Regions from separate parts of the Ovis aries genome. Here region 2 is linked to region 1. Evidence: chromatin contacts called from public Hi-C data. All regions are on one chromosome and are shown on one strand. The core of a region is the stretch at or near the end of the contact, and the rest is flanking DNA. Distances in the headings are between cores, read along the strand shown.

What was found. Hi-C and Micro-C count contacts between places; a contact is called where the count stands out from the background.
Region 2: a contact with region 1 is called in a Hi-C map of mixed tissues, with 3 times the contacts expected there. The contact joins two enhancer-like sites. A contact is called at or near these places in 5 of 16 Hi-C or Micro-C datasets (hypothalamus, liver, mixed tissues and 2 more).

What each region holds. Positions count from the first base shown.
Region 1 is chr4:52,154,164-52,161,473 of ARS-UI_Ramb_v3.0, reverse strand. It overlaps CTTNBP2 (cortactin binding protein 2), which reads right to left. Exons shown (of 23, transcript NM_001195311.1): 20 at 6,806-6,869; 21 at 5,449-5,581; 22 at 4,038-4,139; 23 at 229-1,283. The coding sequence ends at 1,068. LOC121819401 (a long non-coding RNA gene) reads left to right here. Exons shown (of 8, transcript XR_009600407.1): 4 at 1,482-1,607; 5 at 3,280-3,396; 6 at 6,182-6,237. Among named protein-coding and RNA genes, the nearest start is that of CTTNBP2, 170 kb to the right of the region's middle. Within about 2 kb of position 2,718, at least 8 of the 54 cell types and tissues checked have an H3K27ac peak or open chromatin away from gene starts, as enhancers often do.
Region 2 is chr4:52,442,599-52,449,908 of ARS-UI_Ramb_v3.0, reverse strand. No RefSeq gene overlaps it. Among named protein-coding and RNA genes, the nearest start is that of CFTR, 8.7 kb to the right of the region's middle. Within about 2 kb of position 2,593, at least 12 of the 54 cell types and tissues checked have an H3K27ac peak or open chromatin away from gene starts, as enhancers often do.

The sequences.
Region 1 (7,310 bases), core at 1,469-3,968:
TGGTAAATATGAAAAATTTGTTTTCAATGAGCACCTCATTCCAAGAGCTCCACTGAAATGTTTATTTTAGTTTAAACCAACTGATACTATGTAACAAAATCTTTCTCTGAATAGCTACTGAAATGCAAACATGGAGGACCAGTTGAAATGGCTCTAAATTGAACACAAGTATCTTTTGCATGGATTAACTACTAACAGCAATAGATAAAAACTACAGCAAAGTTATTTCACTAATTCAATATTTTATTTGGTGTCAAGGCATATAACTTTTAGTTATTTAATTAGTAATTTGAGAAGAAAGTCTAGAAAATATCAATTGTGCCACTAGAAGAGGGAGTTAACTTATTTATTGAAGCATTTACAGTTATTCTTTTTTATATCTACGTAGGTACAAAACTTTTGTAAGAAAGATAACACTTTTATTGCATTATATAAGTTCATATTTACAGGAGTCATAATGCAAACTCATAAGCATAAATATACATGATGCAACCATTAAAAGTTTTGAAACTGAAAACTATAGTTTAACAGGCAAAATACTTAATATGGCTTTTAAGAAAAGTAACTGTTTAGAAATGATATGTTATTGCCCCATTCTAGTCATTTGTCATCAAGTGAACATAAAATTATGATCTCTTTAAAATGATACATGTTATCTAAGCCAATGCTGTACACATTTTTAATGTAGTATGCAATGATGCATAGCTTTCTTAAATGTACATATGTACATATGTATAGATATACAGTACACAGACGGTTGTTTTAATACCCCTGAACATCTTGAGTAAAACTCTTATGACTTCTCTATTATAAAACTACTTGAAAAGTGGGTATAACTTCTTGGTATTGCAGTTCAATTTGACAGAATTGAAAAAAAAAAAGGTTGGTTATAAATACATTCTTTACAAAAAATTGAATAGTGGTCCCGCACTCATCCTTTATATTGCAGTGAAAACATTTGATTCATTTAAAGGTATTTACATCTTGTTGTCCTTGGTTTCTGTGTGAAATATACAGAAGAATGAGAATACTGTAGGCAGGCCTATTTGTTAGATTTTTCTACTTGTTCATTTTTGCGTAGGTTCCAAATCTCTTGAGTTGTTGTTTATTTCTATTTGCCTTGTATTACTGCTGCTGCTGCTTCTTTTGGTGTTCTGGGAACACTGGGTGACTTTACTTCTAGGAACAGGAAGAAAAGATTTAACTCTTGAAACACCCGACTCAGTCTTTGATTTACTGTTGCTGCGTTCGGTCATTTGATGGCTGCTGAGAGGACTGACCTCCTGTAAGAAAGGAAAACAGAACAGCTTAATTTGATATTGTTCCCAAGTTCTGTGATCAGTACTAACTTCCTCCTCTCTGTTCCTGTACAAGTATGTATGAGTTTCTCCCTTAACATAGGTTCTCATGGGGGGAAAAAAAGGGGAGGAGAGAAGTTGAATACTTAATGTCCTACAGACTCACTGTCTGATCTCCACTAGGTCCTTTGTGGTATGCCAGATACAGGAGTCAGTGACACTAGTGCCTGAGTCTGGAGTCTCCTCGTCAACAGAAGTTGTATGAAGTCTTAGGCCTGAGGAAATCAAACTGGACTGTTCCAACCATTTGTAAGCAGTTCTACAGTGCAACACCTTTACCTTGAATGTGTCACTGAGTTTTTCTGCCTTTAGATCTAACGGGACTATTACTCACATATTCTGAATGTTTATCAGACAAGCACTGTTCTTGGTGCTTGGGTGACAGCAGAGAATGTAAAAGGGCACCATCCTTGTGCTAAGGGAGCTTCTGCCGTAGTGAATTGTCTCCTGGTGATGAGTCTGCAATTAGGGAGCTCAAGATCTTTAATTCTTGGAAACTGCATGCTAGCATTCTTCTAGTACTTCTGAACCCTTCTGATCACCTGGTCCAGGCCTCTTTCTGCCCATCAGGAAACAGAGGTGGATAGGTAAGTGCGGCTCATGACGCTGCAGTAAGACCTTTTACTCACGTTTCCCTGATCATGAGCTCACCTGGGGAGGTCCCCCTTCGTGCTCACCAATCAGCAGAACTCAAGTGAGTGGTGAAGTGGGAAAGGAGGAAGGGTGAACATGGGGAGGTGTAGTGGATGGTCTGAAATAGTAAATTATATGTAAACATAAGTTACGTGAAGTTCAAGGACATAATTTGGAAAGAAACCGGGTAGAAAATATGAATGATGGATCAAAGGTATGTGCTACAGAACAGGTCCAAGCCCTGATTGCACATGAAAGTCACCAAGCTTTTAAAAACTCCAACGTCCAGGTTGTACCTTAGACCAGTTACATCAGAACCTCTAGGGCATGTGGTCCAGGTACAAGGGATTAAAAAACAAATCCTCAGATAGTTTTCATGATGCAACCAAAAAGGGAATTTATGCTTTAGGGGACTGAATTTTCATCTCCATAAGAAGAAAACATTTATTATTTTATATTCTATGGATGATTTAAATATGTATTTATGTAAACATGGGCTTTTCTGTTTAAGAAGGCTGGCTGACATGCTGCTTAACAGGCCCCTCTCTGACCACATAGGAGAAAGTGATTTCAGCTAACACAGACAGCTTTTCCTCCTAAAGTGAATTACTTCCTGATAACAGAAGAAACTGGGCATCTAACCAAGAAATGCTCACTGTCTTTATCAGGATAGAAAAGGCCTGAGCCTATGAAGGGTTCAGGAATCTGGCAAATGCCAAATGAGTACTACTTCGCCCTCTGGTGGCAGGTTCGAAGAAAACAATCATCAGGGAATAGTCCTTAGAATGCTCAGTGGGCAAAGAAATAGAAGGCAGGCCCAAGGAATGTGTTCTGAACCATAGCTCAGGGACAGCCCCTGAACAAAAATGTATTCCATCCAGAACCAGAATTATCAGCAGGGACCCCAGGTGTCACCTCCTCAGTCATTCTTATCTGCTCCCAACTATTTTGCTGTGCTTCTAAGCCATTCCTAATTGGGGGTGGCGGGGGAGGGGGAGGGGGAATCGCGGAGCGGAACAAATACTATACAGAGTAAGCCAGACAGGTCATGCTCTTCTTTGTAGACTGTCATGTTGTATATTTTTATATAAGACCCCAGCCTTGTTAATATTTCCCCCAATATACACAGCTCACACAGCTTCACAGGAAACTAGTCAGGACTGAAAGCTACTGAAGCTGTGAGAAAGCAGGGGACGGGAGCCCAGGGCTGGCAGAGGGGGATTAATAATGGGATAGTCTCACCATGCTCACTGTTTAATCCTGCTCTTTGCACTCCCTCTCCCCACAGGTCTGTGTCAGCTGCCATGTGAGGGGACGTGAACCACAATGGACATAGCTTGGTGAGCAAACCGCACATTATTAAACACGTCTTACAAAATGGACCGCCTCACGAAAGCACTACTGGGTAAGAAGTATTTTTATTGTTTCCATTCACTCAGTAGTACCATACTGGGCCACCTCATCTTTTGGCATTTATTAACCAATCATAAAAGTTATTTCAAGAGGGTAAGGAACTCTATGGGCATCTTGGCTCTTCTATTGGACATTCTGATTTGCTTGCAAAGGACATTCTGTCTCTGAAACATGCATGGTATGGGAAGTTCAAGTAAATCAGAGGAAATTTTTATGTATGTGTAGGTTTTTCTGTTATCACTTAGCATTAACTCGTTTTTGAAAATGGTGCTCAAAAGAAATTCAGTGTTCCATTTTAAAATACAGCAGAGAAGAGAGGCGTTACATTAATTCTAGGTTTGGCATAAACTAGTGAAAACAAATAGAAGAGAGAGTAAAAATTTTGGAATCCAATTTTTTGGCATCAAATAGAAAGGGGGGAAAAGTAATGCTTTTCTATGTGATTCCTTCAAGCTGTTAGCCGAACAATACTTTTTTCTAACATTGATTACCTAGTGAACACTTACACCTTTATCCTGATTATATCCCTGCTATAGTGTAAAAGTAACTTTGTAATGCACATTGAAAGATTTGTAAAGTCAATTTCACAACAATCCTTCTTTGTCCCATTTTGGAGGGAAAAGGGACACTTACCTTTTGTGACACTGGCATTCTTGGATTATTAACAGTTGCTGAAAACACAGGGTTGTTTCCTGAACTATCAAACCTCCTTAAGTCATCCCTGGAATCAGCAATCTGGAAAATACACAGTTTATCAAGTCATGTTTTCACAGGTAAACTGTGACATACTCAAGGTAAGATGTAAAGTCACTGCAGAAAACCCACAGTGAGACGTGTGGTCCTTGTCTTACTGTCAGAAGCTTAGGTCCTGAAATGCTCACATAAGGACTTTAAGCTTACCTGTGAAACTAACAGCAAATGCATGAGACATAGTTTCTAAGGAAAAAAAAAAAGGTCTTTTAAAGTCAAAAGACAACCAGATAAGCCCTATTTAAAAAAAAAAAATACTTGGCACAAAATGAAAGGATTTAACATTTGCAAGATTTTTCATTGTAACCTTATTTTTCCAGTGTTAACTATTTCAACTCACTTCCAGTAAGATTAAATAAGCTAGTGAGTTCTTTATCCCTAGTAGACTGTCCTGGAGAAGGCAATGGCACCCCACTCCAGTACTCTTGCCTGGAAAATCCCATGGATGAAGGAGCCTGGTTGGTAGGCTGCAGTCCATGGAGTCACTAAGAGTCAGGCACGACTGAGCGACTTCACTTTCACTTTAATGCACTGGAGAAGGAAATGGCAACCCACTCCAGTGTTCTTGCCTGGAGAATCCCAGGGACGGTAGAGCCTGGTGGGCTGCCGTCTATGGGGTCGCACAGAGTCGGACACGACTGAAGCGACTTAGCAGCAGCAGTAGACTGTCCAAATACAACAGGTGAGTTTTGCGGTAGAACCTGCACAAGTTATAACTACCCTCTTTTGCTCCCTTTCAAGCAAAAGGCACTTATCAAGGAAGCCTGGTAAAAAACCGCTGCAGATATCAGAGTGCAAAAACAGGTTGAACTTGATGCTGTTAATGCTTCAAGATTTTGGGTCACTGATTTCCATCTTTGGATCTCAAATTTCACAGTTTAAACAAATTACACAGGCCACTTATTTTTCGTATTTTATAAGTAAAGTTGTTCCCCTCTGCAGAATGCAAGTCTGCTGTCCTGCTCTTACTGTTGGTGACAGCCAAAGGTAGGACTATGGAAAGGAAAAGGTGGTATTGGTTTAATTTGTGGTAACACAACACATGCAACTTTCACTTTGGGTTTTTCAGAGAAGCTGTGCTAAATAGAGCTCCCTTGTGTAAGTGGGTTTTTTTTTTTTTTTTTTGGAAGGAAGGACTTTTCTAAGCAAGGTAATGGAAGTTTTGATTTGGAGCATTAGTCATGCTATTTGATAAGGGATTTCTCTCAGGGAAAGAGCTATGATGTGGCTCCAAAAGAAGTCTGTCTGCTGCTGGGGGAGCCACTCAATGCCCTCCCCGCTGTGTCCTGCTTACCTTGCTTATATCAGATTCAGATTTGCTAGAGCACATGCTCTGAAGTTCCTTGACAAGATCTGCTTCATCATCCGAACCCAGAGACAGTCTTTGATCCAGATTCAATGTCAATGACAGATCATTCTCTAAAGACCTACCACAGAGTTCAGAAAAGAGTTTTTCAAACCCAGAGTAACCATCTAACTTCCAATATGGAAACCTAGACCCCACACCTTTCTGGGGGATTTGTGGAGCAAAAAAGTTTCTAACATCCTTTAAAGGCATCCATAAATGTCACTTTATACCACAACCCATTCCTGTCCGATTTTGGTAACTCCCAGTCAGAATTCTCAATAGGATACAATTTTATTACACAAAGAAATCCACTTTGACTTACAACATTCCAGTCTTCTTACTCTTCCCTTTCCTTCTCTGTCCCCAAGGATGACACTAAACACGCTGGTGTGGGGGCAGCGTGACAATGGAGTAAAGGTGAATTTATCACGTTTTATTAGCAACGTGACCATGGGTTGACTCGACACCTCAGTTCCTGGGTTCCCTTCTATCAAATGCCTTATGCTACATCATAGGGTTATAACAAATACTGTCTAGGCTGTTGAATACAGCAGATCTAACAGTGGGCCTGGCTCAAACAAGCGTGCGACAGATTTATTGACCCCCTTTAGTGGCTAGACTAGGGACCTATTTACAAACTAGCTAAGCATTTTTATTCTATGATAAATCTTTATTTCAGTTTACAAATTTGGAAGCATAATCGACAATTCCCTAGCAGCAGCATGAGGAAAAAAAGTAAGTCATGTTATGTTTCTGTAACTCTATCATTAAAATCATCAGTCCTCTAAAGCCTGTTTAAAAGTTCACAGATACAGGATTTTACCATATCTTTGTGAACTGTATTAATAATAATTATCAAACTTGATACAAACTGAAGTCAATGATATTTCTAATCTTTCACCCATCTAAAAGCAAAATAGGCTTTGTATTTTTTTAGATTTCATTCATTCGATTTCAGCTTAATACTAGCCTTTGAATTACCTCGACTGCTTTTTAAAAAATTCTATTCACAGCATAATAGTTTCACAGACTAATGCTTCCCAGGGGGTGCTAGTGGTACAGAACCCACCCGCCAATGCAGGAGACATAAGAGGTGAGGGTTGGATTGCTGGGTCTGGAAGATTCCCTGAGGGCAGGGCAACCCACCCCAGTGTTCTTGTCTGGAGGATCCGATGGAGAGAGGAGCCTGGCGGGCTACAGTCCATGGGGTTGCAATGAGTTGGACCAGACTGAGGTGACTTAGCACACACATGATGAGAATGTGTACTGTTTGTTATGAGTTAAATCTGCAAGGGAAACTTACTTTTGGTTTGACAGCGAAGCATTCCTGTTACAATTCAGCTGTAATATAGTGTTACTTTTGATACCTGTTTAAGGAAAAAAAAATGTAGTCATTTCCATAGAATGTCCCTGTGCATCGTGAACTCTGTATTTAAAAGAAATAGTCTCTAGACTCTGATGTATTTTCATATTGTTTTTGGATTAAATCCATCTCTTGAGGCCCTGTGGAAGCCTAAGGAATAAGCAACGACCTCATGTATATTTATGACTAAAATCAGTACAACTCACACCACCTGAGGCTCAATTTGGGAATCCTCAGCTCCACTTTCATCAATGGATCCTATTCCAACCAGGCAAGTCCCCACAACCTTAGGCCTTTGTTCTCCAAGTGCCTAAAAGAAGTTAGTACCTGCCTTTTGAAGATGGTAATCCTTTTGTTTGCCTTCCAAGGGATCCTGACTGTGTAGACCCAACACAGTTTTTGATGTGTGGGCCCCATGATGTATTACAGTGCAGGTGGCTTTAGT
Region 2 (7,310 bases), core at 1,344-3,843, 290 kb before region 1:
GGAGCTTCAGCTTCAGCCTCGGTCCTTCCAGTGAATATTCAGGGTTGATTTCCTTTAGGATTGACTGGTTTGATCTCCTTGCTGTCCAAGGGACTCTCAAGAGTCTTTTTCAGTGCCACAGTTTGAAAGCCTCAGTTCTTCAGTGCTCTGCTTTCTTTTTGGTCTAACTCTTACATCCATATATAACTATTGGAAAAACCATAGCTTTGACTATACAGACTTTATCAGCAAAGTGATGTCTCTCCTTTTTAATATGCTGTCTAGGTTTGTCATGGCTTTTCTTCCAAGCAGCAAGTGTCTTTTAATTTTGTGGCTGTAGTCACCATTCGCAATGATTTTGGAGCCCAAGAAAATAAAATCTGTCACTGTTCCATTTTTTCCCTATCTATTTGCCATGGACTAAATGCTGTGATCTTAGTTTTAAGTCAGCTTTTTCACTCTCCTCTTTCACCTTCATCAAGAGTCTGTTTAGTTCCTCTTTGCTTTTTGCCTGACATGTCTATAAATAATTCTAAATATAACCATCTATATCTTTATTAAACTAATAATGAGTTAATATTGGTGTCTCTCTTTCTAATCAATTACCACATGGATCACTCTAATCTCTTCCCCTTGCTTATCTGTAGCTTCCCACTCTAACAGTGAGAAACCTGACTTCCACTATCCACTATCTATTTACTTGATTGTTCATTTCCAGTATACACGTATAGTTGTTTAAGAATTATTCATCCCTGTGGGATAAACTTTATCAACTAGAGGAGGGCTTATATAGACTCTTTTACCTTCAGTTTTAGACTCCACTACTTCCAAGTTACTTAGACACCCCACACCTCTCCTCCCCCCATTCCCTTCAGTGAGGTTGTTTCATATATCTGTAACACAGTTAGATTCTTTTGTCATATTCTATGTTCCATCCTAGAAATCTGCTCATTCTGATCACCTAAATGATTCTTTTAATCACTGCAGTATTATAATGAATCGTTTCACTACCTTAAAAATTATTTCTTGTGCCTCAGTAATTTAACATTCTTCTCCTCCAAACTCCTGGCAACAAGTGATCTGCATAATATCTCTATATAGTTGTACCTTTTCCAGAATGCATATAATTGAAATAAAACAGTGTGACTTTCCACACTGGCTTCTTTCACTAGCACTGAAGTTAGGATTCATCCATGCCTTGTTGTGGCTTGATAGTTCATTCTTTTTTAAATTTCTGAGTAGTATTCCATTATTTAGATGTACCACAATTTGTTTATCCACTTGCCAACTGAAATAAACCTTGTTTACTTCAGGTTTTGGCTATTATGAATAAAATGACTACACATATTGCATGCAGATTCTGTGTGAATATGTCTTTAAATCAGTTGGATAAATACCTAGAAATGTGATTGCTAGGTTGTCTAGTAAGAGTGTATTTAGCTTTGTAACAAACTGTCAAATTGTATTCCAAGGTGGCTGTACTCTTTTGCACTCCCACCAGCAATCCTCATCAAGATATAGTATTGTCAGGTTTTTGGATTTCAGCCACACTAGAAGGTGAGCAGCGGTATCTCCTGGTTGTTTCCATTTGCAATTCCCTAATGACAAATGATGACGAGCATCTTTTCATATGCTTATTTGCCATCTGTATATCTTTTTTGGTGCAGTATCTGTTCAGATATTTGGCTTGCTTTTTAAATTGGGTTGTTTTCTTATTGTTGTGTTTTATTTTCCCTTACTTTTGAAGGAAGTAAATAAAAACAAAACTTGGTGAGAAGATGTACATTAAAAGAACTATCCCATGCCCATTACATTCTTTCATGTAAAAAAAAAAAAGGAAAAAAAAAACGTGGAAGGACCACTTCAGCTTTCAGAGAATCACTTATGTAAGGATATAAAATTTGAAACACTCAAACACACTATTTTGAGTTTACCTTATGTCAGGCAATGTTTTACATTTTTCGCTTGTATCGATTCATTTAATTCTTACTACAACCCTGTATAATAAAAGCTCTTGTTTCCCCCATTTTACAAATGAGGAAATCTCAGCTCCCAGTGGAAAAGCTCTGAACCCCTACGCCATGGTCTCTGATAGACAGCAATCTTTAAAGTGAGATGATCTAAAGTTTATTACACAGGAAAATGCAAATATATTTTAAATTTAATTATCAGTGAACATAGAAAGAGATTCCAGAAAAATATTCCATTTTTCTTGAATAATCCAGATTGTTACAAGCGTCAGGTTTGTTTGGATTTGTGTGAGAACATATTCAGATGATTAAATCGCTATTCAGTTCACATTTTTTTTTCCCCAGACCTCTAAGTCTGTTTTTTATCATTCTTTTAATCTTCACTTTCTTGAAAGTGAGCAGGGTACAATGTAACCCCATTTTGGAACAGACAAATAATTTCCAAGAGTCATTTGCTTTGTTATTCGATAGGTGTTAAGGAAAAGAATTCCTAAAGACAATTAGAATCATGACCAAATTGGGCCTTGAAAAACATAGCAGTGCAATCGCAGCTGGCGGCGGGCTCTGAGCTGGCCAGCAGCCTGCAGCGTGGGACTGGGTGTTCCACTAGGCTTGGCTCCCCTCCAGGGAGCTGTCAGTTGCTGGGTTCCCACAGTGCCAAGCACTAGGCAGGTGCAGAAAGGTTCAAGGTTTCTGTTCCTCAGTAGTGCTGAGGGCATGCAGGTCATCTGACAGGAAACAGGAGGAGTACCCCTCAGCCCAGGCGCAAGGGGAGTGGAGCTCCTGCTCTGGTTTGGGGAGAGCACTGTGTTGACAGGGCTGTGAGAACTGCTGCTCCTCCAGGGTCTTCCTTTGCCTGGCCTCTGTGAGCAGTGGAGAGTTTGCAGGGTCCTCTGGAGAAATAGGACTGAGACACTTCCATTTTGGAGGCTTCTAGTGTTGGAGTTTTTTGTTTTGGTTCTTTTAAAGAAAAAAAAAAGTCAAATTAGAGTTTTAGAAATTATATTTTATCTTTCATTTCTACATTTAAAAAATATTGCTTTTAATCTGCAAAAAATTAAATGCTGTATAACTGTGGCACTTGCATAAGGTACGTAACATTTACAGGATTTATTTAAGAATATTAAATTCTAATGAACTAACTAGTGGCAGAGGAAGCTGATTATGGATGAAATGTTTAAAATTACCTGATGGAAATTATTTTTTGGCTGCTCCTGACAGGGCATCTTTGTAACTATATCCTAAAACTGGGAATGAGGGAACAACACAGGCCTGGGGTAGGGGCAAAACAGATTGCTGAAGAAGATTTACGGAATTGCTGTGATTTTGCAGAATCCAGAATAAATGAAAGAGAGACATGGACACTGGTCATTTACTCTTGGCCCAGGCAACTAATGCTTTGTTTTGTCAGTTTAAGTAACAACCCATTGAAACCCTTTGAAAGTTGCAGGAGAATTCTACAACTTTTTCCCCTTCCTGGCATAGAGCTGAAATGCTATAGGCTTTCCAAAATCATTTGTGCAATGGAGTCAGAAAGTCACTCTAGTTTACGGTACGTGTCTCTTCCTTCACCGCCAACTGTCCAAGAAGCCCAGGGTTTATGTCATCCAAAGGGGTCATTTCTGTTTCCAAAGACAGAAAGATGGAGAATATGGAGGACGTGACCAGTAAACTGTCACATGCCTTACTTATTTTCTGCTGCAGCAGCCTCAGTCACCACAACATTGTGTTACTAGAGCAAAAGGTCCTCCCACAGGGTCTGATGCATCCTGGTGCACTGCTGCAATCATCACCCTGTCGGAATAGGTCTCTGCTCAGGTCATGGCAAGTCCCAGAAGAAGATGAAGCTCACTCCTTGGTCTTGGCGGATAGGGCATTACAGTTGGATTTCCAACATTTCTCCAGTAGTTGCCAAGACCTGCCCAGCATCCTATGATGAGCAGGAAAAGACTACCTTCCAGTTTCAGCTGCAAAGTGGCCTGTCTCCCACCCAGAAGAAGATATTGACATTGGACTTTTCCTCTCATAGTGTGTCTGGTTCTCCATTGGGACCATTTGTGCCATATTTGAGCATTTCAACTGGGGTCATCTTGAGTCATCAAATAGATTCTAACTATGCTGAATCTCAAATGAAAAAGGAAAAGATCTTGTTCTCTCCTTTCTCTCCATGGATACCGACTTAGTTTATAATCCTACAATGAAGAGACCACTCAACAGATTCTGAAGAAATGAAGATAAAGAAGAAACAGGTTCTTTGTAACAAGCCCCAGTTTTCACCTAAACAGAGAAGCAACTGGATAAATTATAAAAAATAACTCCCATTAAACAAACAAAATTGTTCTGTATGATCCAGGTACACACAGAGCACCACGATTAAAAGCTCTGGAACCAAATCACTAGGTTTGTTCAAATTCTAGCTCTATTTCTTGAATTTGGGCATGGCCTTTAACCTTCTGTACCTCAATTTCTTCATATGGGGAATGGAACAACAGTGAAAATAAAATATACCATTTTATAGGATTTTTCTGAGATGCATCATATTGTTTATGCAGCAAGTAAGTATATACAGCATACACTTTTTCTTGTAAAACAGGATCATGAAAAAAAAAACAGGATCATGGTAAACTTAATTTGTTATTATAAAAATTTCAATTAGCTTTAGGTAAAACTTTGTGACTGTCAGATTTGTTTAGATGAAAATTCTGATACATACTTGTCAATTTGATATGTTTTAGTTAGCATGATATACACTTTATTGCAAAATGCTGGACTGGATGAACCACAAGCTGGAACAAAGATTGCTGGGAGAAATATAAAAAACCTTGGACATGTAGGTGATACCACTCTAATGGCAGAAAGAAAAGAGGAACTAAAGAGTCTCTTGATGAGGGTGAAAGAGGAGAGTGAAAAAGCTGGCTTAAAACTCAATATTCAGAAAACTAAGATCATGGCATCTTGTCCCATCGTTTCTTGGCAAATAAAAGGGGAAGAAGTGTTAGCAATGACAGGTTTTATTTTCTTGGGCTCCAAAATCACTGAGGACAGTGCCTGTAGCCAGGGAAATAAAAAGATGCTTGCTCCTTAGAAGGAAAGTTATGACAAACCTAGAGACTGCGTTAACAGGCAGAGACATCACTTTGCCGACAGAGGTCTATATAGTCAAAGCTATGGTTTTTCCAAGAGTTATGTACAAATGTGAGAGTTGTACCATAAAGAAGGCTGAGCACCAAAGAACTTTTATGCTTTTGAATTATGGTGCTGAAGAAGACTCTTGAGAGTCTCTTGGATTGCAGGAGATCAAACCAATCAATCCTAAAGGAAATCAACCCTGAATATTCATTGGAAGGACTGATGCTGATGCTGAAGCTCCAATACTTTAGATACCTCATGCAAAGAGCTGATTCATTGTAAAAACCCTGATGCTGGGAAAGACTGAGGGCAGGAGGAGAAGAAGGGAGCAACAGAAGATGAGATGGTTGGATAGCATCATTGACACCATGGACATGATTTTGAATAAACTCTGGGAGATAGTGAAGGACAGGGAAGCCTGGCATACTGCAGTTCATGGGGTCCCAAAGAGGTCAGACACAGCTGAGTGACCGAATAACAACAACACTTTATTCCAGAAAGGATTTAGATGATTTTCATATACATCACTAAATGTAATTTTTGAGCAATAAGAATTCCAAAGTGTTTTGCATCATTTCATCAGTGCTGCCTCTCTACAGCTTTTGAAGTAAGCAGGTTCCAGTCACTCTAGGAGATACAGGGATGTAGGCTAAGGGATGCAGGCTACAGAGGCCAGTGAGCCAGAGTCACTGAACTAGGTATTGGTTGTCCTTTTGACCATACAGATTAATCACCATAGTTTCACCAATCACATTGAACTTGTGGATCAATAAGTAGCTATCATGGTGTCTTAAACAACAAGATCTCATAGACTCTGTCTATATAGGGCAAATTAAAACGAAACAGAAAGGAAACTCTAAACCTGGTAATTCTTCTATTTTAGTTTCCCAGGCTGAACAGCCTCCCTTGAGTAACTTGTGTTGTGTCCTAACTCATGTTGTGTCCCTGAGTAACTCATGTGAACGCATGTTGTGTCCTTGGCTTTAATTATGAATTGATATAAGAGTGAGTGAGTGATAGTTGCTCAGTCGTGTCTGACTCTTTGCAACCCCATGGACTGGAGCCCACCAGGCTCCTCTGTCCATGGAATTCTCCAGGCAAGAATACTGGAGTGGGTTGCCATTTCCTTCTCCAAATTGGTATGAGAAATGACCATCAAATAGATAGTTTTGAAAAAATTATAGCTGAAAATAATGACCATGATGTCATTCAGTAATAATTCTGTGAGCCCTTGAATGAGAAACTCTTCCAAGACCGGGGTGGAGGGAGGATTTTTTCCCCCAGGTAAACTTGGATGTTGACTTCTGTCAAATATCAAACTTTAAGAAGAAATAACCTTTTAGACTTTGACAGCCAATATATTCTGAACTGCTTTTAGTTCCCAGATACAATAACAAATTCCCACCTACTCTCTCTTCTATTTTTTCTATTTCAAACATTCTCTTGATTTACAGATTTTAAACTATCATGGGGGAAATAGTTACAAATAAGTAGATAACTTACTGTTCTACTTACTGCGCTCTATTCCCTTTCTAAATGGAACTCTTTTATGTAGTACATAGATTGGTATAGACTTCATCTAAAGAAAATTTTCTTAGGGTTCAAATATACTAAACCACAGTTTTAATTCTACAGAGAACATCTGGCTTTCAGGATATCATCAATGAAAATTTAATCTGGTGTTATAAATTCTCTTGTTTCTAAAAAGGCTTCAGCAGGAAAAATGTAAAACACCTAAAAAATAACTAAAAAATAATGAGTTTTATAAATATCAATTTTAGAAAATCCCAGATTCATTGGCTTTCACATTCATGACAAAGTTATATTTTGAATATTAATCATAATTGTTCCAGTTCATTAGTGGCATTAATAAGCTCCTGCTTTGTACAGATTGAGGATCCTTAAGGCTTTGGTTTGGAGAAGGAACTAGCAAACTACTCCAGTATGTCTGCCTGGAGATTTCCATGGACAGAGGAGCCTGGCAGGCTACAGTCCATTGGGTCGCAAAGAGTCGGCCATGACTGAGTGACACACACACGCAAGGTTTCCCTTAAAAGTACGAGGAAGTACTTTTAAGTCACGGAAGAGCCTTCAGGGTGCCAGACTCCAGCTGGATACAGTTATTAAGAATATACCACTAGTGATGAGCTGAAAATGAGAAGGACTGAAAAACTGAGCTTTCAGATGTCATTTCAGTGCAAAAGGAGTAAGAATGGTTCCACAATATAAAAA